Regions from separate parts of the Sus scrofa genome. Here regions 1 and 2 are each linked to region 3. The links are chromatin contacts, called in public HiChIP or PLAC-seq maps. All regions are on one chromosome and are shown on one strand. The core of a region is the stretch at or near the end of the contact, and the rest is flanking DNA. Distances in the headings are between cores, read along the strand shown. Region 1 holds the start of MXI1 (max-interacting protein 1). Region 2 holds the start of SMNDC1 (survival motor neuron domain containing 1). Region 3 holds the start of SHOC2 (leucine-rich repeat protein SHOC-2).

Region 1 (3,443 bases), core at 666-3,165, 700 kb after region 3:
CTGCTGCACGATTTCGCTGCCATCACACGGTTACTTTAACCCCGAGGGCCTGGGTTGTTGGTTAGCTAAGGTGTTTTTGTGTTTGAGGGTTGTTGTGTTTTTTGGGGGGGAGGAGGCTGCAAGATCTGACACGTTGCAATCGGACCATTTCCCCCCCTTCTTTCTCTCTCCCTCCATTACCCCCCCCATCTCACTGATCTTCCTACTTCTTCGGACAGATTAAACAGCCTGCTTTTCTCTAGTCCGTCTGTCTATCTGCCTCAGCCCCTTCCCCCTTCTCGCAGCTATTATTTGTGAGGATAGTGCTGGAGACGGCGCACACGCGTGCCCCCGTTAGGGCGCTGAGTCGACTGCCTGGGGAGGTTTGGGGGACCCAGCTGGCGGGGGCAAAAATCAAACAAATACAAAAAAGAAGGCCAGGCCAGTGTGGAACTCCCAACACCCCCACCCCACATCACTCTCCACCTGAATCTGGGGTGGGGGTGGGGGGAACAGCAGAAATCCACCAGCAAGGCACTTGCCTTCCTCGCCCAACGCGCTCACTAGGGAGCCGTCTCCCGGAAAATAAAGAAACCGCACATAGCAGCCCACACCTTCTTCCCCAACTATTGTTTCCTGAGAGATCCCAAAGTTTCCTTCTAGCTGCCTCCCCCTCGTCGAGTTTCCCGGGCGTAGGATGGCGGGTCCGGGGCAAGCTGCTGGCTCTGCCTGGCTTTACCGGCCTGTTTCTTTGGGGGGTACACCCCAGGGCAACAGAGGCGCAGGGGGACTGTATCCGTGGACGCGATGGCGTGAGCCCAGCCCTGCTGCGAGAGGAGAGGAAAAAGCAAAGTAGACAGGAGGGAGAAGCAGAGCCGTGCCAGCCCGAGCCCACGCTGTGGAGGGCTGTTTGGTTGTTGTTGTTATCGTTGTCGTGTGTGTCTGTGTGTTTTCTTTCTGGAACCGCTGAGCTCTGCCTATGGTTTCCAACTTTCGGCTTCTAATCCCCACCCCACCCAAGAACGAGCTTCAGAAAAACAACACTTGTCTGCCGGAGAAGGCTCCGGAAAAAAAAAAAAAAAAAAAAAAAAAAGGAAGAAAGGCGACCTCGAAGAGATGAGCTCTCGGCTCAGTTGTCAGCAAACAACAACACTCCCCCGGCTCCTCGGCCCAGCGGTCCTCCTAGCCTAGAGGAGACGGACAGACAGACGCACCGACAGCCCCCCCCGCCCCCGCTCGTCTTTGTTACATCTTTAGCAGCTTTGTGCGTGCGTGTCCTTTCTCCGGTGTCATCGGCTTTAATGCCGAGGGCTGGATGTGTGTGTTGGAGGGAGGGGGCCAAGCAGGCGACAGGGGTTGCCCAAGTGGGCGAGGAAGAAAGAGCCAGGCGCCGAGGAGGAGCCGGGGCCCCCAAACTTACTTTTGTTTTCTTTCTCGATCTGCTCCAGGTAGCTGGCGGCCTCGAGCAGAATCTGCACGTTTTGCAGAAAAGTGTTGATGTGCTTCTCCATCGAGTTCTCGCTGGTGTTGAAAATGTCCGAGAAGGGGCACCTGAGCTTGGCCCCCGCGGGCTCCTCTGGTTGGGCCGGGGGCTGGGGCGCGGCCACCGCCGGGGGCGCGGCGGGGGCCAGCCCCGCGCCCTCGCAGCGCGCTTCCTTGCGCGGCCGCCCGCGTTTGCCCATGGAGGGACCGGGGTCCGCCAAGCTCGTCCTCTTTTGGGGCTGCGCGGCTCGGCCGAGCTCCGGGCCCCAGGGGAGACCCGGCTGGCTGAAGCAACTAAAGCGCCGAGGCGAAGAGGCGACCTGACTTCCCGAGCCTTCTGCGTGCAGTTGTGTGTTTGAGTGTGTGTGTGTGTGTGTGTGCGTGTGTGTGTGTGTGTGTGTGTGTGTGTCGGTCTCGCAGTGGGTCTGTGTGTATGGGAGATTGAATGAACCTACAGGACGGACGGAGGCGCTCTGGCGCCTGGGTCCTAGTGCGAGCCTGTCGCCATCGGACCGGTCAAAATAAAAGGTGGAGACTAGCGCGGCGGGGACCGCCCCCTGCTAGTCCCTGCGTACTTCCCCGCCTCTCCCCAAATCTCACCACAGTGTAGAACGTATGGCTCTGAAAGCACCTGCAAAAAAACAAACGACTAGGCTATTTTTTCTTTACATAAAAATAATAATGCCTGACACATAGTAGGTTTCCAATAAATGGTAGCTGCTATGACTTAAAAAAAAAAAAAAGTCCAAAAAATCATCATATGTAATCCTCAGTTTTCTCCCCCCAATCCACACACTCATTCACAGAGGCCGGGGTGTCTGCCTTCACAGGACCAAATGAAATCCCCAGGCCACCATATCCCAGTTACAGATTTACTCACTCTTTCTGTCTCCCTTCAAATGCAATGTTATTTTCCAGGAAGGGGGAGGAGATGCAAGCATCTCTATCTACACTCCTCTTTCCCAGCCTTAGTCCAGCTGTGCAAAGCTCACAGTAGGATGCCTCCACACCTGGCCCTCTTTTATTTGACAGAAAGGCAGAAATGGCAGCCCAGGAACCTCCCACCTCTACCGCAGCTGAATTCCACCTTTTGGCTCTGAAGAGCCCCACCCAAGTTGACATAGTTTTCACTGCTCCAGCAGAGCTAACAGTTAGGGTGTACAGGAACCATTGATGCTTTCCAGATCTGGGGTGTGTGGTGGGAGTCAGGGCCCTTGGGAAGTGCCACAGAGAAGGATTCAAGTCCCAGCTCTGCTCTGTATAGGCTGCGTGAGCCTGGATGAGTCCTCTAACCTCTCTTGGCCTAAGTGTCCCCATCCATGAAAACTCTGATAAGAATAATGCATTAATTAAATTATAATCGCCCTTAGGATGCTGCCTGGCCCCTAGTAAGAGCTTTTGCTTGCAGTATAGATCCAGAGAAGAGGCTGAGTCCCCTACCTGCACCTAAGCAGGAAAATAAGTTGCAGGAAGCAAGACTTTTCTGCACTTTGTTGGAAAACATCTTTGCAATAAGCCCTTCTAAATATTGTCACCTTGCAAGGCCACCTGGAGTTTTCCTGCAGGGGAACTATTTACATAGAAGACATCATGAATGCTGCCCATGGATTTGTGCCACCCAGCTACCTTACTTAGAGACAGCTTTGTACACATTCGTCAGGAAGAATTTTACTGGAAATGGAAACTTTTTGGAAAAAAAGGAGAGAAAGTACATTTCTTTGTGAAGCCCCTTCCATGTAGAACAGTACACACACTCTCAGGAAAGTCTTGTGTGATTTTGGACTACAGTAACCCACTGCTGATATAACAGGAACAGTCAGTAACTGGCATTTTATAGCCAATATATTCACATTTTGTCCCATAATATAATCATACTACCCATACCCTCTGCTCATTTTCCATCTTGGTTGGTCTCTGCACCCTTTGGTTAGGGTAAAGGAGATTCTCATAAAGCTATGAGATGAAAATTCACCTTCCACTAC
Region 2 (3,474 bases), core at 424-2,923, 610 kb after region 3:
CCTCTTCGAAAAGAAAAGAAAACAAAAGAAAAGAGAAGGCAAGAAGGCACTGAAGCAAGATGTTGTCACAATCCAGAAGAGTTAGCCCACATTAGAGGAGGACTTTCTTAAAGTTCTAGCAAGACCCCAATCCTCCAGGGAAGATTCTCTCCTGGCATTCATATAGCCTCTGTGTCTCAGGCCTTTACCCTTTTTTAAACTATATATATTTTTTAATTTGGAAAAAACTTTTATGCTATGAAAAAAGAGGATTAAAAAGTAAAAAGCATAATCAGTGAAAACATTTTGCTTTCATTCCAAATCTCCAGGTTTGTTTATCAGTCCATAAACAGCACATAAGATTACACACTTGATGCACATTTCTTTTTAAACATAAATGGAAGTATTCACACCACTCTGCTTATCACCCAAGATTATAACTTGTTCCCCTTCAGGCGATATTAACCTACATAACGTAATGAAAACCAGGTAAGGGCTAACAAAAGAGGTTTGGGTTTTTTCCTGCCACACCCTTGGAATATGGAATATACCTGGGCCAGGGATCAAATCTGAGCTGCAGCTGCAGCAACCTGTCACAGCACTGTGGCAATGCTGGATGCTTAACCCAGGGCGCCACAGTGGAATTCCCCAAATGGGTTTTAATTAATTAATTAATTTATTGTCTTTTTGCCTTTTCTAGGGCCGCTTCCCGCGGCATATGGAGGTTCCCAGGCTAGGGGTCGAATGGGAGCTGTAGTCTCCAGCCTACACCAGAGCCACAGCAACGCGGGATCCGAGCAGACCTACACCACAGCTCACGGCAACCCAGATCCTGAGCAAGGCCAGGGATCGAACCCGCAACCTCATGGTTCTCATGGTTCCTAGTCGGATTTGTTAACCACTGCGCCACGACGGGAACTCCCCAAATGGGTTTTAAATAAACCATTCTCCTGTCCAATGGGTTCTGCCATAACCTAATCAGCGCTTTTGTAGCCACAAAGACCTTTTATGTTTGTTTTTTTTTTTTGCCAGAGCCATGTGGAAGTTGCTGAGTCAGGGATCAAACCCGAGCCACGGTAATGAAAGCCGCTGCACTGACAACGCGGAAACCTTGGGATCCTTAACCCGCTGCCGCCACAAGAGAACTCCAAGACTTTTATTATTATATACAGCTCAAACCTGCCCGGACTTTGGTATTACTTGGAGGGCTCCATGAAACAGGTTGCTGAGCCTATCCTCAGAGTTGAGTTTCTGATTCAGAGGCCTGAGGTTGAGAATCTGTAATAAATAATTTTTGCAATAAATTTTAAATTATTGTAAAAAAATAAAAACCAGGCGATGCTGATGCGGCTGGTACCCCGACTGCATGAGAACCAACCGCTAGTATGAATGCTACATTAAACCCCTTTCCTCCCACTACCCAGCACCCTGCGAACCTCTGGAAAAGCCGGACAGCACCCACCCCTAAATTAACAATCCAAAAGCTCCCCTCACTGAGCCAGAACTGAGACAAGACGAACGTACATCCGGTAACTTGTGCATCATAGTTACGCCATTTCCTTCCTTAGTAACCCCGCCCACTTCACGTCCCTAACCTGATTAAATGCAGGCAGTCTAGAGGGTACCAGGAATCACGTGATCGAGCGACGTCTCGCGAGGATTTTTAACTACTCGCGAGATTTCACCCGCCTCTGTCTTTTCCTCTTTCCAGTGCCCAGTTTTCGTCCACTCTTCTTCGCGGCCGGTAGATTTCTTCCCTCTTCAGACCGAGACAGCTTGTCGCTGCTGAGATTTTTCCTGCTGCTGTTGCTGCTGCCACTCTCGCCGCCACCGCCACTGGGCTCATTTGCCCCGACCCCTTCCCACTGCCCCGACCCCAACCCCACACAAGGTAACAAACCGACGAGGGAGCGAGTGAGGCCTCGTCGGGCCTCGGCCTCTCCCGAGTTGAAGCGGAGGCCTGAGGCCCAGCAGCCAGCCGCGCTGGAGGGCCCGGGTCCTAGCCAGAGTGTTAGGGGCGCGGTCTCTTCTCCCACCTAGAGTTGAGCCCGGAACGGCCTCGGACCGGGTTGGACTAATCCTGGGCACCCAATGGGTGGGGTAGGGGCGCGGGAGGCGTCTTAGAGACGCCCTGGCCCTTCGGTGCGGAGCGTGTTTGCGGGTGTGGGGCTCCGGCTCCGCTGGCCTCCGCTCCGTTCGTGTTTCGGTTTCCCTGGAAGCTGTTTGAATTTCGAGGTCTGAAATAATAGAGCAAGTTGTGGCGGGCTTTGAGGTACTGGTCACTGAGGGAGAACAGCCTGGCTCGCTCTAACCTCTTTGGAGCCCTTCCAGACTCTGGGCTGTAGTTGGACGAGAACTGTGAGACAGACGGGTCCTCGGAAACCCGTTGTGTTTGCTAAGAAAGCGGGAAAGAATTCTCTCCTATCTTATTTTCAGAAGAACGAGCGGGATTTGGTGAACGACACGTTTCTTTAGAATTCCTAAGGAAAATATCTGTGCTGTTTCTTTTACTGAAGAAAAACCATCAGCAATATTTAAGCGACTGGATGAAAGATTTTTGCTCTGGAGAAGAGTTTCTAAACACACTCGTATTAATTGGATAGCTCTTGTGGAGAGAATTAATTGCGTAGTTAATCTAAAAGCCATTTATATTTGGTTTGGGAAGTATTTTTTAGCGCTCAAAAAAATAAAGTCTCGCCTCTTTTAACAGTTTGGTACTTTTTCCCCCTTTTCTTTTGGTGACTATATAACAACCCTGTTAACTGAGCCTGTGTGTCTTCCCTGTTAACAAGAGTTTAAAGAAAATTAGAAAGTCTCCTTTTCCCTCTTACCTTTGTTTTCTGTTACTATATGGAGTTTTTCTGATATGTTTATAATCTTGAGCGTCTGTTGCCTTGGAGTTTGTGGTTTGGCTCACAACTTTTCTCTGAACTGAAAGTAAAGGTAACACAGATAAATTAAGCTACAATGAATTATAATGGGTTGGGAGCAAAATTGGTAAGGGTTAATTCAGACAGAGAAAAATTATTTTTTATGGTTTGTTTTTTGGTTTTGTTTTTATGGCCTTACTCTTTTCATTTTCCCCAGATGTCAGAGGATCTAGCAAAGCAGCTGGCAAGCTACAAAGCTCAACTCCAACAAGTTGAAGCTGCTCTCTCTGGAAATGGAGAAAATGAAGATTTGCTAAAATTAAAGAAAGATTTACAGGTAAGTAAGAGGGGACACTTATGGTTATGTTGCTTGAAAAGAATATTTCTGTGTTTTACAAATGATTTATTGCCTAGAATCTGTAGGTATCCAGAACACTCTTTGGAGGGAGTGTTTCTCTCCACATACACACTTCTTGTATGTACATGTGGGTATGCACATAGGCATACATGGCTTCCAGGAGTAGGATTGCTTCCTCAGTTTGTGTACATCAAAATGATTGAAACATTGTTTTTTGTTACGTCAATTTTGTACGCTCATAAAAAGTTTTAAAAGCGAGTTAGTTTT
Region 3 (3,450 bases), core at 923-3,422:
TATGATACAAAGCAACAGACAGACAAGAAAGCCAAATCACCAACTGCAAGGGTTTAAAGCTTAAACACACACAAAAAGCATCTTCTTTCCAGCTACCGAAAGGGTATTCAGTTCACCTGTTTGTAAATCCATACTAACACAATTACACAAAACCTCTGATGATTAAAAAAAAAAAAAAGCAATTAATGGTTCAGAGTCATTATTCTTCTACCTAGGCAAGGGGGGGAGGGGGATGGTACAAAACAATGGATACAGAGGGGCTGGGGAAAAATCGTTTTGTCCTGAAGCCTCTAACGTTTAGAGCTGGGGGTGGGGGGTGGGGGGGGCGGGGAGGAGAGTACTTTTCCTCTATCCCTAAAAGCTGCCGCGGAAAGAGGTTGGCATTAGGCAGGTCCAACAGAGCAGTCTTGGACCTACAACTCGCTTCACCAAGCAACACACCCAAAGTCGACTCACCACTCTTCAGAGAGAGGAGACGAGAACCCGAGAGCGCGGTGGGCTTTGGGGAGCGGGCGAGGAAAGACTCCACCCGCACCACTACCGCTGCGTCGGGGCCCCAGCCAACGTTTCATACGCCCACGGGGCGCCCCGCAGCCTGGGCCCGGGGACCCAGGGAGCCGAGCGGAGCAGGACCGTCCTCTGGGCGCCCCCGGCCCCGGCTCTAGAGCCAGTTAGTCCTCTCTCGGGCGCTGTCCCCGGCCGCCTGCGGCAACCGCAGGCCCGGCCCCGGACGCTGTCAGCTGGCCGGCTCGCTCTCGGCGAGAGGCTACGGGCCCGTACGAGAGACGGCTCCGTGGGCCCGGCCCTCCCGGCGACAGCACCCAGGAAAGCGGCGGCGGCGGCGGCGCCTCCCAGGGCCCCGGCCCCTCGGGCCTCGCCCCGGCCCCGCCAGCTAGCGCCTGTCAGGACGCGCGGGGCTTCCCCCTACCGACAGCCCGCCCGACCGGCAGGAAGGAAGGCAGGAAGAACCGGCCAACAAGCACCCTCCCGCCTCAGCGGCCCCTGGTTACCGTCAGGAGCCCCGACTCCGCCATCCTCCTAGCTCGCCCTTCCTCCTCCTCCTTGGAAGCGACGCTGCCCAACCGCCGCCCCCCGCCCGCCCCTCCCCCACTCGCCCCGCCCCGCCCCGCCCGCCCCTCCACACACACTCGTTGCTACCGCCCCGCCCCACCCCTCCGGCGCAGGCCGGTCAATCGCTGGGGAAGAAAAACAGGCGGGGCCAGGGCAACAGAAGCTGCCCAATCAGAGTGAGGTACTGTCGCCAGCGACGCTACCCAATCAGAGTGAGGCATTAGCTCCAGCTTCTCTTTCTCTCTCCCTCTCTCTCTCTCTCTCTTACTCTCCCCGCCCTTTTCCTTTCCTCAGCTCTTCTATGCCCTTTCTCCCGCCCACTGGGCGCCGCTGGCTAGCTGGGTCACCGAGAGACCCTCCAGCAGGGTAGAGAGACAACTCTCAACGGAAGTTACTGTTGACGCTAAGGCAGCCATATCTGATAATGGCAACGGAAGTTTCCTCGCCTCCGGTCTCCTGTGTGACGTAATTTTCCCTTCGCCCAATCTTATAGTTGCCCTGGGCAACAGTTGAGCCGTCAGGGAAGACACGCATCTGTAAGTAGGCCCCAAAAAGTACCGAAGGTAACCAGACATCCCATATTAAACAAGTTAATTCATACTCCAGACTACTTTCCAAGATTGGGGGGATAGAGGAAGCGGCTTTTCTGGCCCTTATTTTGCTGGGACATCTGGTCACTTACCTAGGTGGACAAGAGTTTACGGCGCCGAAAATCCCTGTCCTGCCCGGAAGTTGCGTTTGACACTTCTGAAAGGGGTCATGGCGGAAGCATGGGAATAGCTTGCGCCCCCCTTTCCCCAGGGAGTACCCATTCCGACAGGAGTCGCAAAGTGAGGTGAGTGTCCCTTGGTCTCCAACCGTGGGTCAGGCCCGTGCGGGCCCGACGGCCCCTGGGAAACGGAGCGCTGAGGAGGCGAGCCGGGCTCAAAGCCTCTTCCGCTGGAAATAGGTTTTCTTTCCGGGCTGGTCCGATGGCGGCCCGCCCTCCCTCCGCCCCTCTGAGGCTCCCTGTGGGGTGAGGCCGCTCTACCGGCTTCCCTCGCCCCGCTGCAGCCAGCTGGGACGGGAGGGGCCCCTAACTCCAGCAAAGTGGATCTCCTGACCACGCCCCAGCAAGTTCTGTTAAGCACTTTCACCCTCTGACCTTTAAGGTCGGAGAATTCTGGAGCTTGAGGAAATCATTTTCCATCCCCAGCTATAAAGGAAAAAGATGGTCACCCTACCACTGTGACAACATCTCGAAGCCTTATTTCCCCACTTCCTGTCTGCATATTCTGAAATTTTCAACCTTTTCTTCGTTTCTCCTCTTCTCGGGGTTTGTAAGCATTGACTGCAGTTCTGGATGAAAGTATACTGTCCACATTGTGCATGTCTATGGTTTATTAAACAACTTAATGTTTGTGAATATTCATGAAATGTATTATTTTATATGGTTTTTTTACAAGAGTTATCACACATTATCGTAGTTCCTTCTGTAGATTTGAGTCGACAATTGTCAGTCATCTTGGTAATATCAAGTTGGCTCAGATCCAATTTTGCTGTGGCTCTGGTGTAGGCTGGCGGCTACAGTTCTGTTTGGACCCCTAGCCTGGGAACTTCCATATGCCTCCGCTGTGGCCCAAAAAGACAAAAAAAAAAAAAATTTTTTTTAAAGAATACGATAAACATTCATATACCTTTCGCCTAGATCCAACAGTTGTTAACATTGTGCCATATTTACTTTATCCCTTTTCACACACTTTGTTATTGAGCCATTGGGAAATAGGTTGCAGACACCTGTTGTTAAGCAGGCATCCCTAAACATGTATTTATTTTCTAAGAATTATAAAGTTTTCTTGCAAAAACAAAATATCATTATGATTAATAAGTCTTCAGTCTTTAAAATCCAGTGTGTATATATCTGTATTTTCCCATTGACCAAAGAATGTCTTTTATACCTCCTCCTTGCAAAAAATATCAGGGTCCAGTCATGGTTTATATATTGTATTTGGGTATTATAACTTTTTTTTTTTTTTTTTGTCTTCTTGCCATTTCTTGGGCCGCTCCGGTGGCATATGGGGGTTCCCAGGCTAGGGGTCTAATTGGAGCTGCAGCCGCCGGCCTACGCCAGAGCCACAGCAACGCAGGATCTGAGCCACATCTGCAACCTACACCACAGCTCACGGCAACACCCGATCCTTAACCCACTGAGCAAGGCCAAGGACCGAACCCACAACCTCATGGTTCCTAGTCGGATTCGTTAACCACTGAGCCACGACGGGAACTCCAGGGTATTATAACTCTTTAGCCTTAATCTAGAACCATTCCGCCATCTCTTTTTACCTTGTAAAATTGTCATTTTGAAAAGTTCAGGCCAGGGGTCTTTTTGAATGTCTCCTC

The links. HiChIP or PLAC-seq counts read pairs in DNA pulled down with a chosen protein or histone mark.
Region 1: a contact with region 3 is called in an H3K27ac HiChIP or PLAC-seq map of alveolar macrophages. The contact joins the promoter of MXI1 here to the promoter of SHOC2 in region 3. A contact is called at or near these places in 1 of 5 promoter capture datasets (liver) and 2 of 2 datasets of contacts at active chromatin or transcription factors (alveolar macrophages and skeletal muscle).
Region 2: an H3K27ac HiChIP or PLAC-seq map of alveolar macrophages shows a contact between it and region 3. The contact joins the promoter of SMNDC1 here to the promoter of SHOC2 in region 3. A contact is called at or near these places in 1 of 47 Hi-C or Micro-C datasets (liver) and 1 of 2 datasets of contacts at active chromatin or transcription factors (alveolar macrophages).

What each region holds. Positions count from the first base shown.
Region 1 is chr14:120,642,163-120,645,605 of Sscrofa11.1, reverse strand. MXI1 (max-interacting protein 1) reads right to left here and starts at 1,915. Exons shown (of 6, transcript XM_003133181.6): 1 at 1,400-1,915. The coding sequence starts at 1,661.
Region 2 is chr14:120,737,872-120,741,345 of Sscrofa11.1, reverse strand. SMNDC1 (survival motor neuron domain containing 1) reads left to right here and starts at 1,673. Exons shown (of 6, transcript NM_001166309.1): 1 at 1,673-1,870; 2 at 3,067-3,186. The coding sequence starts at 3,067. It overlaps LOC102164743 (a long non-coding RNA gene), which reads right to left and starts at 1,584. Exons shown (of 4, transcript XR_002338635.1): 1 at 1,504-1,584; 2 at 1,159-1,257.
Region 3 is chr14:121,346,660-121,350,109 of Sscrofa11.1, reverse strand. SHOC2 (leucine-rich repeat protein SHOC-2) reads right to left here and starts at 2,172. Exons shown (of 9, transcript XM_005671457.3): 1 at 1,754-2,172. It overlaps BBIP1 (BBSome-interacting protein 1), which reads left to right and starts at 1,768. Exons shown (of 4, transcript XM_013983731.2): 1 at 1,768-1,906.